Regions from separate parts of the Sus scrofa genome. Here region 1 is linked to region 2. The links are chromatin contacts, called in public Hi-C maps. All regions are on one chromosome and are shown on one strand. The core of a region is the stretch at or near the end of the contact, and the rest is flanking DNA. Distances in the headings are between cores, read along the strand shown. Region 1 holds the start of GPX8 (probable glutathione peroxidase 8). Region 2 holds the start of GZMA (granzyme A (granzyme 1, cytotoxic T-lymphocyte-associated serine esterase 3)).

Region 1 (6,054 bases), core at 3,182-5,681, 74 kb after region 2:
TTGAGTAAAATAAGTGCCTCGATTTGGACCCAAAAAAAGCTAAGTAACAAACAAATGGTATGCGGACAGAGCAAAAATCACAGAGGTGGCATGAAAATGACGGCAGCTTAGGAAACAGTGTGTAGATTGTGCTATTTCATCTTCAATGTTTTTAAACTTTTGTTCCAGGATCTATCTCCTGCTGAGGAAATGCCTGTCGCATAGTTTTAAATGACTCAAGTATTTATTAATAGAGAGGAAGAGGAAGATAAGGAAAATAAGACAAAGAAGGGAAAAGGGATGAATGACTTGCTACTCCAAGCACATCAGTGTGGCTTGTTTACCTTTAGAGTTCACATCATATTGACACTAAATCGGGAGGAATTCAGGGCACCAGGGCCAAAAAATAAATAGAAAGGAACCTAGAGAGGTTAAAAATAAGGTCAGGAAGTAACAAAATGAAACAACTTGGAAAATAGAAACATATGTCTAGTGATAAATAATCTGACACACAAATATTCAATAAGGGGGAAAAATCTGGACATTCCAAGGGAAGACATGCTGATGATGCCAGAGTCTCTCTGGAACCTCAAGGCAGAGACAAAAAGTAACAAAGATAGTCCATTGGCTCTCAGGCATGTCCCCCCAATCCCCCTTCCTTAGCCTCTGAATGTCTGCCCCCACCACTACCACCACCAGCACAATGCAGCAGCATTCTGTCCACAAGATATTTTTAATTCAGGACCTCAATGTTATTTCAAAGTAATTATGAAGACCAAAATGTTTATCTTCTCCTTTTTGAACCTCCAAAGCCTCCTCATCCTAGGAAGCAATACGACCCAAGCAAAAACTTAGCAAGATCAAATATCCTTTATTCTGCACTACCAACACCTGCCACTGGGGGCTCCAGAATGTCTTTAGCAACTATCCCTTCCTTTCTATCTTACCCAGCAAGCCTGCCTTCTTTAAGACACTGTCATCTCTCAGCTTAATTTGGTCTGCAGACTCTGACCTTTTCCAGATAATGTCAGTACACATGGCCAAGTTTTTGGTGGATGTGCTCCACTCCCTCCCCTCCTCAGTTCCTTGCAGTGATTTCTTATAAAACTAAATGTCTCCTGATGAATAAACTCTTTCACCAGAGTACTACAGTGATCTCACCTATCACATTTCCTTCTAAGTAAACATATTTTGTCTATTACAAAAGTAGTTTAATGTTATTAAAATGATTTTGAGGATGAAGTTGTAAGTCCCAAACTCTAGTCTTGCTTGTCCCACTTACTAATTCTGTGATCTTGGGTGAGTTATTAACTTCTTCCTATTTCAAATAATTGTTACATGATATCTATAAAGAGCTTTATACCACGCATGATTCCCTTTAAAATAAATATATGACTATTTTATATATTACATATACAAAAATAGCTTCCTAAAAATATGTTATTTATGTATTTCTGGGACTTGTATGTAGTATAAAGCTCTTAAACTAAGTCATTCCGGAGTTCCCGTCGTGGTGCAGTGGTTAACGAATCCGACTAGGAACCATGAGGTTGCAGGTTCGGTCCCTGCCCTTGCTCAGTAGGTTAACGATCCAGCGTTGCCGTGAGCTGTGGTGTAGGTTGCAGACGCGGCTCGGATCCCGCGTTGCTGTGGCTCTGGCGTAGGCCAGGGGCTATAGCTCTGATTGGACCCCTAGCCTGGGAACCTCCATATGCCGCGGGAGCGGCCCAAGAAATAGCAAAAAGACCAAATAAATAAATAAATAAACAAACTAAGTCATTCCTTTAGCTCTTAGTTATTTGCTGCTCTATAATTGCTCCCTCATTTCATGTGCATTTTGTACCCAAAATTGATTTCATACTTGTGTGAGGCTGCCTCCATCACTTATACTTTATTGTATCTTCTACAGTACCTGAGTTGTTTGATTAACTGAGTCAACAGCTTTATCCCATTCTTGACCCAGTAGCTTCCCTTAACCTTGCCTTCAACCTCATCAATCACTTCCCCTCCTTTAAGAAGCCTTTCTAGCTCTTCCGAAAGAGTGCTGATGGGTTTTCTAATATATGATCCCCTATGCAGAGAAATTTGTAATGTTGATTTACTAATAGTCTGAAGATGGTCTTAGTATAGACAGAACATATAGGAAATGATGGCAGATAACCAGAAAGCTGAGAGGTGATGATATCAAAATATATACAGAGAAAGATTCTCCCAAATGAAGAAAGCTTCTAAGGTCCAAAATCTGTGTTCACCACCATATAGGGTGGGAGTTCCCCAAATGTTGTCTTGAATGTTTGGTTAATAGGCCTGTATGAATATTTATATTATCATAAATATATATATGTGTGTGCGTGTGTGTATATATATATACATAAATCTTATGCTCCTAAGCCTTAAGAATTACAAAATTAACAAACTGGCTCTTATTTCATCCTTGACAAGGGATTTACTTAAGCTTTCAAAGTAGTTTTCATATAGAGCGGATTTTCTTGTCAAACCTGAAACATCAGGTCTGTATTTAAATGTTTTATTTCTGGCTGTAAAAACTGGCACTATGGCTTATACAGCCACCTCTTGCAAGTTCATACAGCAGGATATTGGCGTTCTCTAGTGCTTTTAGCTCTGGATCACTCAATGAGAGATTCTTTACTTAGAAAACAATGGACCAGAAGTTACCATAATGACTTTATCAAAACAATATCACCCTATAGGGTCTTGCCTGGGGGTTGGTGAGTCAACATCCCCCCCCCTCAAAGCACAGTTATAATGGGATGAGTTTACATGATTCACAGCAGATTCTGTGAATTAAACTTTTAAAGCCATTTGCTTGAACAGCCTGAGGAGCTAAAGTATCTAACGTAGACCCAGAGACACAAAACATGTCTACTATGGAAGATAAAGGGAAGCCAAAGAAACTTGTTGCTCTGCAAACCAGAAGAAGATTGAGGTCTAAAATTTCTCAAGCTTAAATGTTCACTTGAGTCGTGAGGGGATCTTGTAAAAATTCAGCTCCTGATTCAGAAAGCCTTGGAAGGGCCTGGGATATTATGTTTCTAACAAGCCCCAGGTGACAGCAGTGCTGCAGACAAGACTTGAAGGAGCAAGGCCAGAGAATTTAAGTTACTTCGCGGTGTTTGGGTGTAATATAAACACAGGGATTTTGACTTTTTCCATAACTCAGCTTAAGAATACCAAATTAAAATTACTACAGTTAAAAAGTGGTAGAATACATTTTTGTGTATATTTTCAATTTTTACTAGAAATTATAAGGGAAAAGTTTTCTTTTGCATCCACTCTTATTAGGCCCCAAGAGTGGGAGTGAAGTGGTTTATGGTCTCTGCCAGGTTAATGTGCCTAAGCTGTGGGCATTGCTCAACAACCTCCACACACAGACACACGCACACCTCAGAAGCAGGGATGGGAGCAGAGCTAGCAGCCTCCTTAGCAAGCTTGAAAGCTCTAAAGATCTAACAAGGATGGGAAGGGACTCTCTCAAGCTTCTCAGACTTCTCTAGCATTATCTGGAAACTTACACACACCAACAGTCAGACCCTAGAGGAACAAAGCACCTTTTTTTCAAAACTTGCTACATATCCTGAACAGGATATTTTCTAAGGTAGCTAAAGGAACCATAGATTTCAGGATAGGCAGCCCTCAACTCCCTTTCCATGCATGCCCCTAAAGTTTTCAACAAAGTTAGATCTTCTGTAGAAAGCAACAGCCACTTGAAAAATAAAGATACAAAATGAAGCAACTAGATGATGCACCCAAGAAGGGGGTATAGAGTGGGGGTGGGAGTTGTGTTTGCCTTTTGTGTAGAAATATCTTATTTGTTAAATTCCTACTTTATTATAGACTGCAGTATTTTTCCAGTGTGCAGCCCATTGGTGAACAATCATTTTCATGGGTCGGAACCATGCTGTTTTTAAAAACGCAATAGACCACAGGGCATCACAGTTCAAAGCAGAAGCACTGCTTAATGAAATGTCACAGTTACATGTGCCTGTGTATACTCATAAAGTGCATTTCTTTCTATGCATCATAAGCAAAAATTTGAAAAATCATTGAACTATAGTTTGCTTTATGATAGAGGAGGGTTTTTTTTTTAAGCCATCATTGCTTTGATCAATTTTTTGCTATATTCACTTAGCATTGACTTAGCTAGATGAGGTCAGAGCAAGTAGCCTTTTCAGATATTTCAGTACCCTTTCTACTCTTAATACCTTGAATTCACATAGCATGCTTAAGCCGTATGAAGATTACATGCATATATATATATTAAATTCCTATAGAGATATATTAATAGACCAATTTAATCAATATTATGAACTATTGCTGGGTATTATATATCCAATATTCCAACACATCCAGGCAATTGCTGGGAGTACTTCACAGTTTTCAAGTTACAAGGGCACCATCTTCTGGCGGAATATTTCCTTTGTTGGGACTATCTTCAAGTACTACCCAAAATGTCCCGATATTTTTTCTAGCAAAAATTGCAGCGGATATTCTCTAGAGCTTTTGACTTCATTCGGGAGTTTCACTCCATTCTCCATCTGAGGCATGAAAGGCGCTAGTCTGTCCTTTCTGACTTTCCGTTACACTGAGCCGGTTTCAAGTTTCAGCTCCTCCTTGAATTCCAGCCTGTTGAGACGACACTCTGGAATCATCCAAAATGGAGCCTCTCACAGCCTACCCTTTAAGATGTTCAGGGCCCAAAGCAAAGGTATTTGCAGTTTTGCTGTCTATGGTTCTCTGTACAGTAATGCTATTTCTTCTACAACTAAAATTCCTAAAACCTAAAATCAACAGCTTTTATAACTTTGAAGTGAAAGATGCAAAAGGAAGAACGGTTTCTCTGGAAAAGTTTAAAGGCAAAGTAAGTTGCATCTTCTGATTTTTCTTTGTATTTTCTGTCCACGTTCTTATTCTCTTAATAGTCAATTTATATGTTTATAGTGTTATAATTTAGTCTTCAAAGTAATATTAGTATATCACTTTAGTATCTCATAGTATATTTCTCATTGATAAACTGATTATCTTAACTGCTTTAAAATGTTTTAAGTGCTGAAATAATACTTTTAAAGTCGTTTAGGAAATTCTTGTATTTAGTAATGTGAATACGTAGACATTAACAAGAGTATTAATCCATAATTTGACAATATTAAAAAGCACTCTTTCAATAATCATATTTTATCTTTTATTTAAAAATAAACTTTCCCTGAGTACCTGGGGCTTTCTTAATTACTGTGATCTTTTATTAGAGTTTTAACTCATGCATATGGGTTATGATTTTCAGTATTATTTGGTATATATAAAAATATGAAATAACCGTCTATCAAGGGCTGTATTCCTCCAAAATGGTTTAGGATTTTAACTACTTGCAGAATTTTTTTTTAATCTTTTATTTGCTTCACTTTCCGGTTGGATTTTTTTCTTTTTCCGGGAGGTTGCACTAGTTGTAAACGTGGCTAGTGACTGCCAACTCACAGACAGAAATTACTTAGCACTGCAGGAACTGCACAAAGAGTTTGGACCATTCCACTTCAGCGTCTTGGCTTTTCCATGCAATCAGTTTGGAGAATCGGAGCCCCGCCCAAGCAAGGAAGTATTATCTTTTGCAAGAAATAACTACGGAGTAACATTCCCCATCTTCCACAAGATTAAGATTCTAGGATCTGAAGCAGAACCTGCATTTAGATTTCTTGTTGGTAAATATCTGCCTTGCCTCACCAATTTAATGTTTTTCATTGCTTTTCATTTTTAAAACAAATGTGCGAGGACCATACTTTCCTATTTCATTTGAAATGTTTTAGTGGGCAAGTTTTATAAAACTATCAAAGAGCTAGATTCTCATCCTTTGTAATTGTCTGGAAGTTAGGCTTCCCTGAAGTCAGTGTTTTAACTTCTTGGACAGCAAAATAAATCTACTCCGATGTATTTTATTCCTTATGATCATTTTCCTGAAGAATTTAAGATTGGTCATGGCTATTTTTACAAAATATTACAATCCTCCTCTGTGTGACTAATATGTGGGAAAATGTCCTTCCCTATTATTAAAACTATACATCTCTC
Region 2 (5,457 bases), core at 280-2,779:
AAAATTAACACTGCTGATCTGCTGATCAGCTCAACCTAAAACAGAGAGATGATCTGAGTGGGCTCAGTGTAATCACAGGGATCCTTAAGAGTGGAAGCAGCGGAAAGAAGACGAGTCAGTGTCAGGGTGAGGCAATGTGAGAAAGACTCCACCAGCTATTGATGGCTTTGAAGCTGGAAGGGAGCCAAGGAATGTGGGCAGCCTCTAGAAGCTGGAAAAGGCAAGGAAATGGAGTTTCCCTTAGAAAGGAATGCAGCCCAGCTGACACCTTGATTTTCACCCAGGTGTCAGCACATCAGACGTCTGACCTGTAGAGCTGTGAAAAATAAATTTATATTGTTTTAAGCCACTAAGTTTGTAGTAATTTGTTACAGCAACAATGGGAAACTATATAATTACTAATTCCTTATTTAGGAGCATTTTGACTATTTTCAACTTTTTCTCATTAGGAACAATAATTCATGGAACTCCTTATAGCTAAATTTTTATGCAACTCCACAATTTTTTAAATTATGAATCATAGACATGTCTTGGATCAAAGACCATGCAAAAATTTAGTCATATCTTTACATGTATCACCTTCCAGAAATATAGTAGCAGTTTGAATTATTATATGCACATGAGAATTTCCAACATTGGAGGGTATTTTTTTGTTTGCTTTTTAATTTTTAGTAATTTGACAGGCAAAAAATTACATTAAAATGTTTTAAATTGGATTTTTATTATTGCTAACTTGTCCTGTGTACATATGCACACCTCTATAGATTAGGAATATAGCAGCCATTTTTATTTCTTCTTTTGTAAATTACTTGTTCACATTCTCTGACTATTTTTCTTTTCAGAGATTCATCTTATTGCTTTATAAAAATAGCTATTTGTGTCACATCAATGGAAAATGTTTACAATTTGGCTTTATATTTGATGTGAGGTACAGAAAGTTCAACTTTTAATCACTGAATCTATCAATCTTTTCTTTTTGCCTTTGCTGTTATATCTTAAAGCCACTTTCTTGTTTCTACATGTGTAAAAATATTTATCGGTATCTTCATTTAGTGCTTTTATAGGTGAAATGTGTGCTTAAGAATCTAACTTCAGTTTTCGTTTGTGATTACCCAGAAATCTCAACATTGAATGCATTGAATATCTGTCCTTTCCCTATTAGAAGAGATATAAAGACGATACTTCAAAACAATTTCTGATATAGACTTGAAATCTCAGTTTTTAAAAATAAACTCATATTTGAAAGTGAAGAAGTTGTCAAAAAAGAGGAATTTTCTGTTTAATGTCTTTAATTTATCATAGTCTCCATGGCTTCATCTTTACCCTTTAAGATAGGAGAGTTCTAATGAAGGAAATGTGAAACAAATAAGTGACCACAGTGTCTCTAAAATGAAGTTAGGTTTCCCACTAATAAAACACCAAAATCTTTAGCCACACGGCAGAGAAAGAAAAAAAAAGAAAAAAACCACATCCTTTGTGTTTCATTATATATTACCAAGTCAGTACCTGAAACTAAATAGTCTCCATATGTGAGTAACAGAAGCCATGGAAATTCCTTTTCCTTTCTTTTTTCCTGCTGCCATGTGTCTCCTTATAATTCCTGGAGGTAAGACATAGTTCCATATGCTTTTCAGTTTTGCTCATGAGAAAAGAGAATTTTATATTGGTTTAATTTTTGTTTAATGTTGTGTAAAGGGGAAAAAGAAACCATAACTTAATTTCCAATAGTTTTTCATGTTACCTTTTGTCTTTGCTATCTGAATGGCATATTGGCTTTTTAAGATGAAAATGTACCCTATTGTGTCTATAGGAATAATATGAAAGCATTAACTGTATCTGGAGATTCTCATAAATTCAGGCCAGGTCTCCAGAGCAAAACCTTCAAGTGATAAACCAATAAAGCCATTAAATTGGGGATAGGTAGATTACTTACTAACTGGATGTCTCAGTCATACAGATACAATTGAGTAGTCATAGCTCTCAGATAAATCTTAAAACTTTTGGTTTAGAATTTATTTGTGAGTATCTATTTCCAGTGGTAGGGGTGGTGAAAGAAATAACATCTGTGTAAAATAATCCAATAAATTATATGTATATACATGTGCCAACATTTAGTAAAACTTATAATTAAGTATAGACATATTCTAAATGTTTTACATTTACTCTTTTTTTTGGGGGGGGGGTCTTTTCTAGGGCCATGCCTGTGGCATATGGAGGTTCCCAGGCTAGAGGTCTAATCGGAGCTGTAGCCACCGGCCTACACCACAGCCACAGCAACGCGAGATCCGAGCTTCATCTGCAACCTACACCACAGCTCATGGCAACGCCGGATCCTTAACCCCCTGAGCAAGGCCAGGGATCGAACCTGTAACCTCATGGTTCCTAGTTGGATTCGTTAACCACTGCGCCAAGACGGGAACTCCTACATTTACTCTTCTTAAGTATCACTGTTATCAGCCCATTTTACACAAGAGGAAACTAAGGCATGGAGAGGTTAAGTGAGTTTACTAAAGTCGTCAGCTAGTAAGTAGGGGAGCTGGGATATGAACCCAGAGTCCATGTTCTTAACCACATACTGTGATACCTTAGAGGCTCAGTGAGACCTTCAGAGCTGGGATTCTTTACATGTGATCCATGAGTCCCTTCAAGGCCATGGAAAGCCATTAAGAAGTCTATGAGTCTCCCAAAACTATATGCAAATACTTATATGCGTATGTGTGTCTATACGTTATCAGATTCTCAAATGGCTCTATATTTCAAAAATAACAAAAGTAAAGAGCCACAGCTTTAGAAAAACAGTGCTTCACAATGGAAAGAATTTTTTTCATGATGTAGAACCAAATTAGAACACTCCTTCGCTATTTATTAGTTGTATGAACTTAAACAAGGTAATTGGCCTCTCTAAACTTCATGTTCCTTATCTCTACATGGGAATAATAACACCCACCTGGCATTATAGTAAACATCAGAGCCAGTGTCTGGAACTAACCAGTGCCTGGTAAATCATAGATGCTGTCATTATTATAGTTAATAATAATTGTTGATTTTTTTCTTTGATTTTAATATAATTTACCAAATTATCATTCCAAATAATAATCCCACCAGGGGATGCTGTGAGATTTTTCAAGGCCAAAAGCATAGTATCCAACCCAAAATTAAGACAGGGCAGCCTGCAGTAGGAAGTAAATAGACTAGGAATGGCAGAAACAAAAGAATGGGATTTCTCCCCAATCTGCTCTAACTATCTAATATTAGGTAAGTCTTTAATCTTTTTGCTTTTTGAGCCTGAAGAAAAAGACTCTGTTATCAGATATGTTCCACCTCCCAGGGATAGGAAGGAGAAAGACATTATGTTAAAGGTGCTTTGAATTCTTGAGCAAAAGAAACATCATTTAAATTCAAGATAACTACTATCCACAGCTGTCATGGAAAACTGTAGAAACTGTACCATTTGAACTGCTTTGATCTCTCCCTGACCCAGAGTGCATGTCTATGTACTCATTCTGGATAACTTCATTTTATCAGAACTTTCTCAGAGGGAAGCATGACTTGGTCATAAGATAGGATTTCACTCTGGATTACTCTTTCAGTTTTTCCAGTATCCTGTGACGGAATTATAGGAGGAAATGAAGTGTCACCCCACACAAGGCGCTACATGGCTTTAATTGAAGGGCTGAAAGTCTGTGCAGGGGCTTTGATCAAAGAAAACTGGGTGTTGACAGCTGCTCACTGTGACCTGTAAGTAATTCTGAGCTACTCTCATTCTCAGGCAGTTTGGGGAGGGGCACAAGAATTGTAAAAGTGACAGCGAAGTCCAAAGCCAAAACTAGGCAGGAATGGAGAAGAAAGTGGACAAGCACATTCAATGTTATGTACTGTGATATTTATTTCTATTAGCAAAAGCCAGATCTTATAGAATAAAATTGAAATGCATGACCATTTTCTCATATTATTTTAAAATATTTTTCACCATAAATAGCAACATTATTAACATTCTGAAAAACAAGAAAGGTGAAAAATAGAACTCATAATGTCATCAATTTCACAACAACCACTGCTAATATTTTGCTATATTTTGTTGCAGTCTTTTTCCATAAGTATATTTTACACAGTTGAGCCATTGTTCTCTGTGATTACAAGTAATTTACTCACTGTTATATAATCATAACTGTTATATAATACATAATTTGTTTTATCCCGTGTTGCTACATATTAGATTGAACCATAAGAAATTACTGACATTTAACTGTTCTACTTTACAAAATAGCCATTTCCTATGGTTCAAACTAATGTTTTTCCTAATTGTGCTTTGAAAGTCAGAATAATGTTTATCACATCCTATGCTGCTGTTTTCTTCATCAGTACCTGCTGTTGGTAACTGGCACCTACTATTGCCCTGCTTGCTTTAGGAGGGTTTCATGAATAAAAGAAGAGACCTAAAAACTAGCTTCCCACAAAAAAGATCCAAACTGATCTGCATTATATTGTGTCAAATGAGAACTTGTCAGAAGTTCCTGTTGTAGATCAGCGGGTTAGGAACCCAACTAGTATCCATGAGGATGCAGGTTCGATTCCTGGCCTCACTCAGTGTGTCAGGGATTCAGCACTGCCTTGAGCTGTGGTGTAGGTCGCAGATGCAGCTCAGATCTGGCATTGCTGTGGTGTGGTGTAGGCCAGTAGTTGTAGCTCCAATTCAACCCCTCATCTGGAAACTTCCATATGCCTCAGGTACAGCTCTACAAAAAAAAAAAAAAAAAAGAGAGAGAGAGAGAATTTATCAAGTAAGAACTTTAACACAGTGAATACTATAAATAAAGCTAACCACTGACATACTTGATTAAAAGGCCCACTTGCTGCAAAGTCTATCCAGCAAAACAAGAAATGCTTGTGCCCACCTCTCCCAGATTAGCTAGCATTCGGTTCATAAACTAGACTTAGGGCTAGTGCAGTTCATTTGTTTGCTTTTCTGTGTATGTGTGCATGCACGCATGCTTGTTTATTTAGAGATTCAGCTTTAAAATTTCACTGTAAAATCAAGATTCATTTCTTCAGTCCTTCCTATTAAAAGCTTGACTTTTTTTTTTTTTTTTTTTTTTTTTGTCTTTTTGCCTTTTCTAGGGCTGCTCCTGCGGCATATGGGGATTCCCAGGCTAGGGGTCTAATTGGAGCTGTAGCCACAGCAACATGGGATCCAAGCCGCATCTGCGATCTACACCACAGCTCACAGCAACGCCAGATCCTTAACCACCAAGCGAGGCCAGGGATTGAACCCGCAATCTCGTGTTTCCTAGTCGGATTTGTTAACCACTGCACCACGACGGGAATTCCTTGACTCTTTTTCAATTTTACCATCTTCGAAGACTTAAACAAGGTGCACTATCTTCCTAAAACACAGAGAAGCAAACCTGCCACCTCTGCTCTCCTTGTTAAGTTTAGCGTCTTTTTCTTGGGTTTAGT

Evidence for each region. Hi-C and Micro-C count contacts between places; a contact is called where the count stands out from the background.
Region 1: a Hi-C map of fetal liver shows a contact between it and region 2, with 1.9 times the contacts expected there. The contact joins the promoter of GPX8 here to the promoter of GZMA in region 2. A contact is called at or near these places in 19 of 47 Hi-C or Micro-C datasets (adipocytes, adipose tissue, alveolar macrophages and 10 more).

The regions. Positions count from the first base shown.
Region 1 is chr16:34,331,723-34,337,776 of Sscrofa11.1, forward strand. GPX8 (probable glutathione peroxidase 8) reads left to right here and starts at 4,432. Exons shown (of 2, transcript XM_013984774.2): 1 at 4,432-4,858. The coding sequence starts at 4,655. The region is part of intron 2 of CDC20B (cell division cycle protein 20 homolog B); the gene reads right to left.
Region 2 is chr16:34,260,966-34,266,422 of Sscrofa11.1, forward strand. GZMA (granzyme A (granzyme 1, cytotoxic T-lymphocyte-associated serine esterase 3)) reads left to right here and starts at 1,530. Exons shown (of 5, transcript NM_001143709.1): 1 at 1,530-1,606; 2 at 3,591-3,738. The coding sequence starts at 1,546.